Regions from separate parts of the Triticum aestivum genome. Here region 1 is linked to region 2. A link is a contact called in public Hi-C data. All regions are on one chromosome and are shown on one strand. The core of a region is the stretch at or near the end of the contact, and the rest is flanking DNA. Distances in the headings are between cores, read along the strand shown. Region 1 has its middle 6.1 kb from the start of LOC123067745. Region 2 holds the start of LOC123071954 (transcription factor bHLH77).

The links. A called contact is a pair of places that touch in the nucleus more often than the background predicts.
Region 1: a Hi-C map of leaf shows a contact between it and region 2, with 3 times the contacts expected there. The contact joins the enhancer-like site here to the promoter of LOC123071954 in region 2. A contact is called at or near these places in 2 of 5 Hi-C or Micro-C datasets (both in leaf).

Annotation. Positions count from the first base shown.
Region 1 is chr3B:714,166,742-714,169,611 of IWGSC CS RefSeq v2.1, reverse strand. No RefSeq gene overlaps it. Among protein-coding and RNA genes, the nearest start is that of LOC123067745, 6.1 kb to the left of the region's middle. Within about 2 kb of position 1,336, at least 2 of the 8 cell types and tissues checked have an H3K27ac peak or open chromatin away from gene starts, as enhancers often do. A contact at or near this core is called in leaf, where this site is marked.
Region 2 is chr3B:713,992,238-713,995,046 of IWGSC CS RefSeq v2.1, reverse strand. It overlaps LOC123071954 (transcription factor bHLH77), which reads left to right and starts at 1,534. Exons shown (of 8, transcript XM_044495535.1): 1 at 1,534-2,809. The coding sequence starts at 2,204.

The DNA of each region.
Region 1 (2,870 bases), core at 87-2,586, 170 kb before region 2:
ACCCTAGCATACTATGAAAGCCTAACCATACCAAATTAGCAAAAAAAACATAACATGATTCAACACAAATTTCCAAATCCAAGCAAAAACTAGGGTTTTCCCAAACTAGCTAGATTTGAGCAAATGCGACAATTCCTATGGATGAAAACGAGGGGATCGGGGGAGATTACAATAAGGAAGGGGTTGGCTTCGAAATCCACGGTCAAATACTCCGGACTTGCAAGATTTGAGAAGGATTTGAGGGGGGGGGGGGGGAGAGAGGAGGGGCGCAAGGCTAAGGCCTCCTTTGGTTTGGAGGAATTTTGTAGGAATTTCATAGGGTAGGATTTTTATAGAAAAAATTCCTATAGAGCTCTTTGGTTTGTAGGAATGGAATCCTCTTCCTATGGAGGAAATCTTCTTATCCTTCATATTTCATAGGAAAATAAACATTAGCCTAGACTCAATGAAAAAAAATCCTTTGACGTGAAACAAATGATATTCTTTCCTATTCCTACTCATAGGATTTGAGATGCATGTCATCTCATTTCCTATGAATTTTCTATTTCTATAATTTTCCTACCCTATGAACCACAGAAGGCCTAAGAATTTGGGTGGGGTGAGGGTGTGTGGGATGGGGGTGGGAGGAGAGAGAGGGTGGGGCCAGCCTAAGTGGCACACAGACAGTGCAGCGACTAAGAGACGGGCGCTGCACATTACAAGTGTGTCGCTTAGACCTTAGGCGTTGCACTGCTGTCTGTGAACTGTAACTGGACCAGGGCTACCACGCTGACAAAAGGTGCGACGCCTAAGGTCGAGGCGCCACACGAAAGGTCATCATTATAGGTCAGTTTGTGATTTGATTTTAAATATGTGATTTCTGTCCAGAGCGACTGCTGCTGCAGTGACACCCGCGCACGGATGCATGCGGCCAAGCGCCACGGGCAGTGACACCTGACCAAACGATTCTACACACACCAACAGTAACATACGTACCAACCTGACGAGGAGGTGTCTGTTAGCGGCGCTTAGATGCCCCGAAACTCGCGCAGGATTGCAAACCTGACTGCTGTGTCGACAGTCGTCAAGACGGACCTCTCGCGTCGAGTCTCGACCAGGTTTCCAAGAGCATCTCGATGCATGCGTGCGTGCGTACGTACGTACGTCTTTGCTTGTCTAGATTTCACACGAACAAAGTCGACCGAACCCGAGGAGGACGACGACGGGCGGGCGGGTCAAGGCCAAGGCGGGGCCGACCGATTGGACGCGTCGGGCGGGCGGGCGCACACCGGCGTAGGGCGAGGGGTACCTTTCCGGGAGAAAATCTGCCGCGGGGAGCTACGAAAATCTCGCGGCGGGCGATGCCTGCGTTGGTAGACTGCACCAGTGCGTACTGGTGGTGTAGACCGGAGAGCAACGCACCGCACAGCACGCGCGCGCGTCGTCACGTCACGTCGCCGGCCCCGGGGTAGTGTAGACCGGAAAGCGTGCCGTTTCCTTCCCCCTCCCGTGGCCGTCCGGCGACTGTGCACCCACAAATCGCGCTGCCCCTGCAGTGAAAAGCGGCCACTCGTGCGATCCCGCGGTGACGGTGGCGCTAGTGCCGGTGCTAGTGGTGTGTGCCCGTGACGGTGACGTGATGTTTCTGTAATGCAAGAGAGAAAAAAATAGACTGTCGAGTGAAGTGAGGTGCAGCTGGCCAGAGAATCTCATTTTAACTGAATTCCGTGGCAGAGTCGTCCGGCGAGACATTCGCTCAAGTCTGCAACTGCAAGGACAGTAAGAATATAAACGGGGTCCGTGCGTGCGTGCATGCATGTGTTTGACTGCACGTCGTGGACCGGTCCTCGCACGTATTGTGCCTGTGCTCCCCCTGCCTGCCTTTGCATGTTCTACGTACGTGCCCACCGTTACAGTATCGCTTGGTTGTGTAACTGAACACGTACTGATCAGTCTCTCGTTACCACCACCACCCCTCCTGATTGATCGGTGATGTCCTCGCCTTGCCTCGCCTTCCCTAGCCTAGACGGTAGACGGACCCTACCGTCTACACCGCCATTGCCTCCTTCAGTGAAACAAGTCCCAATAATATCCCTGTCCATTGTCACTTGTCTCTACCAGTACTACCCCTCTACCTCTGCCACCCTAGCCGTCAGACAGGGCATGTACTGCGACAGATACTCCCCTATTTAACCCCACGCACCTACCACTCCCTCTCTCTCTCTCTCTCTCATGCCGTCATGCGCTGAGGTATTTACTACTAGTACTAACCAATAATTACACAGTATCAGCAGTGCCCACTTTCTAATCACCACTGTTACCTCAATGATTGGAGCCCATGTTATGTTACCGAGATGTCTGTCTTTCTGCCTGCGAGGCGCGTGTGTGTGAAAGACACCGGTAAAAGGCGATCGATCGGTCAGGCAGCTTTCTTTTCTCCACGTCGATCCACCGCCAGCGGATCGCTCGCCGGTGCGTGCGTGCATGCGTGCTGCTCCTTTCACCAACTATTGGTACTGAACTACTGATCAAGTAAAGCTGCTCCGTTAGAAAAGGTTAGCACAACAAAGCATCACCGTGTGATGAGCAAGCTGTGCTGTGATGAGTTGTACTGCTGCGCGCGCGTAAGATGATGAGCTGAGTGAAGATTAGATCCAGCACCAGCCGCTGTCGGAAAATATTTACTTATATGCAAGTAAGACTTGCGACAAGAGATTTTAAAACAAATTCCTCCATGGCCATCGATCGATCGCTAATGATATGATATGATACGATCGGATCGGTGGGGTCTGACGGAAGGCGTCCGCCGATGATGAGGCTCCGAGTTGGAGATGCAATCGAGCGACGATCCCTGGCGGTGGTTAGATTAGATCTTGACCGGGCGCCCGGTT
Region 2 (2,809 bases), core at 285-2,784:
AACCGGGGCCCGCCGTGCGTGCACATTGAATTTGGGCGGCGGAGGTAGGTGGACGACCGCCACGCGTCCCCAAGGCGGCCGCCCAGCAAGCGCGTGCCCGTCTATTCGACGTCTGTGTGGACGCAAACCGGGCGCATGTTTGCGCTAGAAATGGGGCGGGCCAGACACCAAACAGACAAATTTTGAGGATGCGGTCGCGCGTTGGGCCATGTCATCTGTCCATTTTTGCCGAAACGGAAGCGGGCGGACAGGATGGGGTCGCGCGTTGGAGTTGGCCTAAAGATTCTTCGGATCCTTCCTTGACGAGGACATCGGTTCTACGGTTGGGGATGGATTTAGAAACTAGTCTGTTCTAGAAAGGATGGCATGGCGAGAACGACATCGTCGTGGAGGACCTGTGTCCTCGTGCTCCGCCGTTGTGACGTTTGCTCCAGCGTCCACGCGGAGCTTGGGAGGTGGTCCAGGAGCGGACGCAGATTGTCGTCTGCACCAACGACATCTAGAAGACGAAACGTGTGCGCGATTCGTGGTTCATGGATGACAGGTATGATTTCCTACTTCGGCGTCTTAGTCGTGGTGGGGTGACAGATCTGGAGTTCGATGGCATGTTCGGGTGTTGCCCCGGTCTGATTCGTTCAACGGTAAGGGCCCTCACTTTGGTGAGCCACCTTGGATATCCGCAAAGCTGCATATCAGTGATGGACCGACATGACAAAACTGAAAAGATAGCAGAACATCTATGAGCTTCATATCAACGAACGTCGCCTGCCTCCGACACCACCACACCAGACACCGAAGAAATAACGATTGATCACCTCCTCACCCGAGCTCGACGTGACTCCATCACTGATATAAGAAAAGGAGTAATTATTATGATGGAGCTGCTGTATTATCATGAAAAAAAAGGTAATTCCAGAAAGGAAATCAGGAAGTAAAATTTCAGAGACAACTTCGAAAAATCAGAGGAAGAAAAAAATGGAAGAGAAGACGAACATGGTTTTGAGACCCGCTAATTTGATAAAGAAGCCATCTCGCAGAAGGGGCTAAAAACCCCAATCAGATCAGATGAGATGAGCCTCAACAGAGTGCCCGGCCGGGCTCCGTCCAATCCAGTGGGCCGCCGCTGCATGCATCCTCAAATCAAAATACTCCGTAGTAGACAATGCCCGTCAAAAAAAAGAAGAGAAGAAGTAGACAGTGACGATGATTAAAAATCTCCTTATTTTGCTGGCTAGGCTAGGAGCTGGTGGTGGTGGTAGTAGGATCCAACCCAAAATACCAAGCAGCGTCGCTTGTCCCCTCGCGCCCCCGTTCCACGATTTAATGATTGGTTCCATGGGCATCAGCAGCTCAGGACCATCGCCTTCACCTCTCGATTGAAATGAAAACTTGGAAAATATCCCAGGTTCAGAAAAACAGGGCGCAAGCAGCCGTAAAACAATTTGTTTATCAGGCCCAAATTTCGCCATGTTTGTCTGTGCTACTAGCACAGCGTTTCTTTATGTTTGCGTCGTCGTCGGTCGCCATTCGCCCTTTTAACCCCGCCCTCGCCGAGCTCTCTCCGGTGCTTCTTCCTTCCTCCCTGGTTTCATGGCAGGAAAGGGTGAGGTGACGATGCCCATGGCCCGTCCAATTTGACCCATGCCATCCTGGACCTATATCATACACGCACACATACTCTACTAGTAGTACTCGTCTCCCACCACCACTCTCCGTCCCACAACCTCAACCTCGTCCCGTCTTCTGCTTTTAGCTCGCCTGCGGCTGCGGTGGGAGCTTTTCGCTTTGGTTTAGGTGCTTCTTTCTTTCCCACTCCCCACTTTCTCCCCCCTCCCCCTCTCCCTCCTTCATTCGTGCGTTGTCACGCACACCAAAAGCTCCTGCCTTTGCCTTATCTCAGCACCACCCTGCTCGTAGTGGGATTTGGTGGGAGCTGCTCTGCGCTGCTCCGCTCAACCTACTTGCCTGCCTCCCTCGCCTCGCGCGCTTCTCTGCTCCCTCTCTTCGGGCCCTGCGTCACTCTCATCCCGTCACCGCACCGCACGAACGCACGCACGCGCGCGCGGCGCTCTTCTCTCCTCCTCCCGGCGGGCTCGGTATTCGGACGGTTTCTTGGTCTGCGGTTGGATTGGCTGGGCGCAGTTGCTTGGGCGCGGCGAGCGGCGACGGATCTTTGCGGAATTCCGGCGAGGGAGGACGGGAGATGAACTGCGGCCCGCCGGACCAGCTGCCGCCGGCCACGGCGGGCTTCCTCAACCTTAACTGGGACAGCTCCATGGACGCGGGGGGCCACCCCTCGCCGGCCTCCGGCTCCGCGGCGGCCACCGAGGGGCTGGCGCTCCACGGGATCTCGCCCCGGCCGCAGCACTACGGCGCCGGCACGCCGCTCGGCTCGCCCACCAAGCTCAACCTCTCCATGATGGGCCAGTACCGCCACCACAACCACCACTACCCGCCGCCGCAGGTGGGGGGCGCCGGCCTGCCCACCCTGGAGAACCTGATGCCCATGGGATCCCTGGACCAGTTCCTCGCCGACCCGGGCTTCGCCGAGCGCGCCGCCAGGCTCTCCGGCTTCGACGCCCGCGGCGGCTACGGCGGCGGCCCGGCGCAATTCGGCCTCCCGGACGACGGCCCCGTCGGCGCGCTCAAGGAGCTGGAACTCGGGAGTGCCCGGGACGACTCGTCGGTGTCCGATCCGGCGTCGGCCGGCGCGGGGATGGCGCTCAAGGGGGGCTCCGACGGCAATGCGAGGAAGCGGAAGGCCGCCGGCGGCAGCAAGGGGAAGGGCAAGGACGCCTCCATGTCCACC